Regions from separate parts of the Zea mays genome. Here region 2 is linked to region 1. Evidence: chromatin contacts called from public Hi-C data. All regions are on one chromosome and are shown on one strand. Each heading gives the region's core, a stretch centred on a gene start, on an enhancer-like site or on the middle of the called end of the contact. The rest is flanking DNA. Distances are from core to core; before and after follow the strand shown. Region 1 has its middle 59 kb from the start of LOC109941008. Region 2 holds the start of LOC100278673.

Evidence for each region. Hi-C and Micro-C count contacts between places; a contact is called where the count stands out from the background.
Region 2: a Hi-C map of ear shows a contact between it and region 1, with 2.1 times the contacts expected there. The contact joins the promoter of LOC100278673 here to the enhancer-like site in region 1. A contact is called at or near these places in 2 of 25 Hi-C or Micro-C datasets (ear and leaf).

What each region holds. Positions count from the first base shown.
Region 1 is chr7:36,173,387-36,176,618 of Zm-B73-REFERENCE-NAM-5.0, reverse strand. No RefSeq gene overlaps it. Among protein-coding and RNA genes, the nearest start is that of LOC109941008, 59 kb to the right of the region's middle. Within about 2 kb of position 1,653, at least 14 of the 20 cell types and tissues checked have an H3K27ac peak or open chromatin away from gene starts, as enhancers often do. A contact at or near this core is called in ear and leaf, where this site is marked.
Region 2 is chr7:36,510,683-36,513,914 of Zm-B73-REFERENCE-NAM-5.0, reverse strand. It overlaps LOC100278673, which reads right to left and starts at 1,597. Exons shown (of 3, transcript NM_001151872.1): 1 at 1,448-1,597; 2 at 1-200. The coding sequence starts at 190.

The DNA of each region.
Region 1 (3,232 bases), core at 404-2,903:
GTACCTAAAGCCAAGGTAAAGAAGAGGTTCTTGCAAGAGGTCAAAGTTGGTCAAGCTGAGAAGGGACACGGTGCATTGAAGACCATAACATAAGGACGTGACTTACAATCATTGAGGTAATGCTTATTGTTTAAGTCATAAGGCTCAAGATCCTAGCTCGAGTGGAGTCATGGTCACTAGAAGGTAAATAAGTATCAAAGTTAGAACATCGAAGTGCCCAAAGAGCTCAATGCACTTAGATTTGGAGTTTGGGTTACTCTTGTGTTTGAAAATGTTCTAAGTGACCATTGGAAAGTGTTGTAGCTCAAGAAATGGCTAAATCAACCAAGTTATGTGACTTGGAGTCTAACATCGACCTCAAACATGCCAAAAGGAGCAATATGATGAAAAAAGTTAAGTATGAGAGGTTTGAGCATTTGTATGTTGCATGTACCTTTTATAATATCTATAGAACTTTGGTTTACGCTTTAACTCAGTTTCTAGCGAAAAGTGCGTTTTGGTGCCAGTTTGAGCTGAAACAGGAAAACTAAAGAGAAAATGTGTCACATATGGATTTAAGGGCAAATTCAGGCACGAATCAAATGTGTGTAGGATCAAGTCTCACACATATGATGACTCATGGTATAGAAACGATTGTCACATCATTACTACATAGTAGGAGTTCTGTACAAAATAGCTAAATGATTACATCATATGAAGACAAAGATCCAGCAACCATAGTTGACTGGGAGACGACAACCTAGACCTCTCACGAACTCATAGCGACATCCTTCTTGTTCCTCATCTTGGTGGTACCTGTCCTTGACCTAGGGAGGGTGTCAGTACAGCAAGGGTGAGCTCACATACGTTCATCGCTCAATAAGTTGTGGGGAAAATGTGCATGAGTTCACTTACGGTGGGGCTCATGTGAAGTGTAAGGCTTATCAACGAGAATGGTTAAAGCTGAGGATTGTTTTTAATAAGTTGGTCAAAATTTTATTAGCAATTACTGTAACACCCAAAATCCTATTTTGATTTTTAAAGCTTTTCCTAGAGGTTTAGGATAAAAAATGTCTTCTAATAATGACTTCTTTCCTTTATAAATTATATCCCTCCGAATAATAATGTTAATACTTTGGTATTCAAAACCTTGATCGAAAACCTAAAACTAAAGGTTGGGACAATAAATAAAAGAAAGCCTTTCAATCATGTATTATTCCCCTTCTGAACTATACGCACTCTCTAAAAATATTTAAATTAAAACAACTCAGTAAAGATTATAAAATTACCTCCTAAAATATGTGAGTAATGAATACCCTTTTTTTAGTTAGCTTTCAATCTGATCACATATAAAAATAATAAATAAATAATATCTCCAGTAAAGAAAACCATGTGGGTTTTGCATAATTGAAGCATAAATGAGTAAAGTAAAGAATATAAACACGTTGCATTCATGCTGAAGATTTTCTAATTGCGCATTTAAATTTAAACTTTGCAATTCAAACTTAGTTTGGAAATCTGAAAACAAAAAAAGGAAAAATACACATACCTCCGCATGAGCCTGATCAAGCTCATCCAGCCCACTTCACCCAGCAAGCGTAGGTCATACGATGTGCTTCTATTATTTTATTGTTTTTGGCTGGAGTCTGCGTCACGTGGACATCAGCAATGATGTCAGTTGTATCTCAGTGACATATGGGACCTCCTCGTCGCGTCTCTCCTCCAGTTTATTGTGGACACCGATACAGACGCATGGGATCCGATCGCCTTGGCGTTTTCAATCAACACTGTGAGCTGTTACGATACAAGCGCGAGCTTGTTGCTAATCGATGGATAATACCCCGATTGGATAGCCACAGGTACCCGCCCATGGGTATAAATACCGGACCTGCTCCTAGCTTTCGTCAAAGCTGGGAGACCTCTGATAGTTGAGACCTATGGTCTCACCATTACTGAGCAATCGAAGTCTGCTGCCAAGGAGAACGACCGTGTTGGCAAGATCACTCGTCGGAGGGACACTGCCTCCGTGATGCCGCGTCGCGATGGTATCCGGCCTCGCCTTCGCCCACATCATTGGCAAGACATCCATAGCTATGTCATAGTATACGTCTCTTTTAACTCTTGTCAGCATTAGAAACCGATCACACCATCGTTGGGGTGGCAAGAGAAGATCGCGATATTTGAAAATATGGAGCGTCCTATTGAGATCCTAGGGCTACTGCTAGATACCGATTCAATGTTATGAGCTATCTAATCTAGTCACTAGACTCCAGATCAGACGACCCTAGTGATATCGTACCCCTTCGGTTATGCTGAAGTCGCAAAAGAGACCTTCAGGTTTTAGGATTTGAACTCTCCATCCGCTGCAGTTCTAAGGTTATTAAAATTAGGTCCTAAAATTTATAACTTATCCCATACACATATTTTAAAATTAATCCACAGTTCAAAGTTTACCGAATTACATAAAATAAATCCAAAATAATGGTTTCTAGGATAGAAGTAATTCTTGAATCTTAGAAAATTCATAATTATAGGTTTTAACTCTGTTTTAGTCCGTTCCATTTGTGTTGCCTTTGTAATAAAATTTTCTACACAGTATCGAACCATACTTTGATATATCACATACTGTTATAATCAGATATTTGTTTACCCTTTGAGTAGTAGATTTATTTTACTAATCAGGGTTAGCATGTCTATAATTATAAATTTGAATATAATATGATTTGTAAACAAGTTATAATCCATATTAAAGTTAAATTAATTATTTACAGTATATTTTCTTATATGATGTAGATTAACCAATTTATAATATAGTTTAATATTTAATCACGTAGATCTTCGGAAAATCATATCTTTCTAATTGTAACTCCGATGTTAATGATTCTTGAACCTACGATCTCGTAGAGACACATAGGGTATTCTTATGTTATTTGTTCATATGCTTTGGTATAATGTTACCATACCCATTATTTGCTTGATTGTATGTATTGCTACACATAGAAGTGAGGTCACGAGAAATCTGAAGACTAATTTGGTGAAGTACCTGGGAATCTCGAGTCTAAGGCAAGTTGTGCCCTTGGTCACTTTTATTTACCCAATAATGTTCTCTATAATCATTTTACCATGCATAGGCTTAATTTTGATGGGACCCAATAGGTCACCCTAGTCTGGTTACCTTTACACCATGTTTACCCCTAAACTTTTGGGTAGTCTTTGCTATTTCTATATATTGTTTTGGGTGTTGAGATAACTA
Region 2 (3,232 bases), core at 348-2,847, 340 kb before region 1:
AGCCATCTGACATGACTAATCCAGTTTGTGTGCCTTCCTGAATATTAATCACATTCCCATATCCAGGCAAATTAATTGGATCAAATCCTCTTCGGAATAATGGGCTAGCATATATTGATGAAGTCAGGGACAACATATCCCATTCATCAGCCACAGGTGACTCTCCAGTGACCTCATTGTCATCTTCCATGCACAAAAACCTACCAAAACACCAAAAACTCGATATTAGATGTGAAAATTCAGAAGTTGAATGCTAGTGCAGATCATCATATTGTATCAATGCATCTGATAATACATGCTCATTCACAAAGATAATTCACTCATATGGATGCTTTAAGTCACAAAAAATAACTGATGTTTCCCAGTTATAAGATAGTGGCTGAAAGAGAGAAAAAAAACATATGCTAATTAGCAAAGACCCATCCCCAACCATCATCACCACCAAATCATGGTTCATATGTTTACTGCGTCACCTTTAGTCTGTGGCTTTAAAGCCATCATGTACTTAATCAATTATGCCACTATACACAATTAGTGTTTTCACTATGATCCATGTCTTCGCAGTGCTCTCCAACTTCTTTTCACATCCTAGTAGTTTACCTCGCCATAATCGTGCCTGACAGTGTTGCAACAAGACCTGCCATGTCCATCAAACTGACCTTGTAACATTCCTAAGCACAATCACACATGATACCTCTTCTGCCTATGTAATGACTACATCACACCAGCAAGCAAGGGTCTTAAGTGAAGCCTTCTGACAGCTAGCACTGACATCTGCATTAACTTTAAAGATCACAGGATAATCTAAGATGTTGCTTAAAATTCAAGATCCAAGTTGCAAGTGACACTAAATCAACAACACCGGACAAATCAGGAATATCATCTCCGACAAGGCAACTAGCTGAATTTCTTGCACAAAAAAGACTCTAGGATGTGCTAGCACTCCTACCTAACCATTCGAAGACATGGGCATGCCATGATATCCTCCTGCGACGGGCTTATCCTTGTCCTGAGTTTCACTTGCTAAGACTCTTACGATACCAGTCATGCTATCTGCCCTGCTTGAGCAAATTAGGTTGCAAAACCTATCCAAATGAAGTTGAGTGGCGTCACAGAGGTAGCATGGACAGTGAAGTCCCACATTCAACCGAGTTTTTTCAGACGATGTTCTCATGGCTGGGGACAAAGGGGCAAAAGTCGTCTCAAAAGAAAAGGGAACACCATGAGCCCAGAGAAAATTCAGCAAACAGCTGGTGTACGACAAGACCATCTCAGAACGTTGTGGTAGCTAGCCCCAAGCCCCTCGTCGTCCAGGGATACGATTCCCACCTGCGCCGTGCGGGGAACCCGAGAACAGATCAGGAAGCGCGCCGCTGCCACGGCGAGCACCACGCAATGATTGAGAGAACAAGGTCCAGATGGGCGTGGGTCAGAGCAAGGTCGGTACCTGAGGTGAAACCAACGCTGGTGGATTGTCCGGCGAGGCCGGGTCGATCGATTCCACCAACGCCGGCGGCGCGGGGGGCTTGAGTCGGGGGCAATTTGGCAATGAGAGAGCTTTCCTTTTCGTTTCCCCACTCCGTGTGCACTAAATTAATTATATATTTTTATTTGTTCGGTGCGGCGTTGGAGAGACAACCGTTTACCTACAACATGAATAAAATGATTGATGGACATGGATGGATGGCACATGGCAGCGGGGATTCGGGTGTCACGTTGGGCCCCACGCATAGGGACGTGATTCGGACATGGTGCCACGCACAAGGGGCATCGCGGACAACGGGTCCATATCAGGGATTACAATTTCTTTTTCAATTTTCGAAAACTGTTTTATTCACCAAAATTTGATTTTTTTATGTTTTCAAATTCTAAACCGAAATTCAGTAGAAACCGATCCAGTTTTCGTTTCTCGGTGAGTACGGGTAAATTTTACCGGTTATCGATACTTACCGACCGATATTGTCTACGATGGTCCATATGCAGCAAGACAGTTCAGCTTGTTATGTTTCATTGCTGAGCCGAACTAGCTCGACTCGTTATACTAACAAATTAAATAGTGGGATCGTCTTAGTTTGTTAGATAGCTCGAGCCAGTTTAATAGGCTTACGAGTTACACCAACTCAACACGGAGATTCGTATACATAAATATATACAACAGAAAACATGTTCATAATTTAAGTGTTTAACACTCCGGATCTAAAAACTATTGTAACATTATTGTCATTTTATCATCCTAGGTTATAACTTTCAATATTAAATCAAACAATCAAATGTGCGTTAGAGTTATAGATTTACAGACCCTTATTATAACAAAATAGCAACAAGCATCATTATAGTGCAATCCATCATCCATTGCACAAACATGTAATATTTCATTGCACAACACTAATGATGTATGATGTTAACAACTATAAGTTCACAAAACCACAACCAATAATCAAATATTAAATATGCAATGCAAGTATGTAGCCATGCAACAGTGCAATAATGCAAAATTTAATTACATGGCACATCCACACATATTCATATTATAGATCATAACTACGAGAGGGGCAAGATTATGAGAGACGAGGCCACACCGACGATTAGACAAACTTGTGTTGTGGCTTGGTTCACCTAACTCATGAGCTAGCTCACGAGCAAGCCTGAGATGGCTTATTAGAGAACCAAGCTAGAATATTGTCGGCTCACTACAAAATTAAGACGGGCCGAGTCGAAACGAGCCAATAACGATCCTAGTCGAGCGAGTTATCGAGCCATAAATATTTCATTCAGCCCCACATGTGCTTCACTCGTGTTACATCAGTAGGCTAAAATATAGGGTAACTAGAGCAACAGGCTATAAGTAGATTGAATGCTGAGATAGAGGAGTAAAAATAGGAGAGGAATGATAAATATGCTTTAAATTTATAGTCAACTTAGACATAAGAATCCAAAAACTTTATGTGATAGACAAGTAAATCATACGTTAATAATGAAGCGCTAACTACTATATAAATAGATCAAAAATTGGCTATATAAAGATCTTTACAAATAGCAATTGACTATATATTACAAAGCGACTCTAACCATTAATTTGAGATTTGCTAAATTAATTTCTTTTCAGACGATAAACAACATCCATCTAATGAGCAACTTAAGACCGAACACATTTTCCCTTTGTACTAGTTCGTCTTCCCTTCCACACATAGAAAATATGCATTAATTAGCCATCACTAGCTGTTATTAGCTT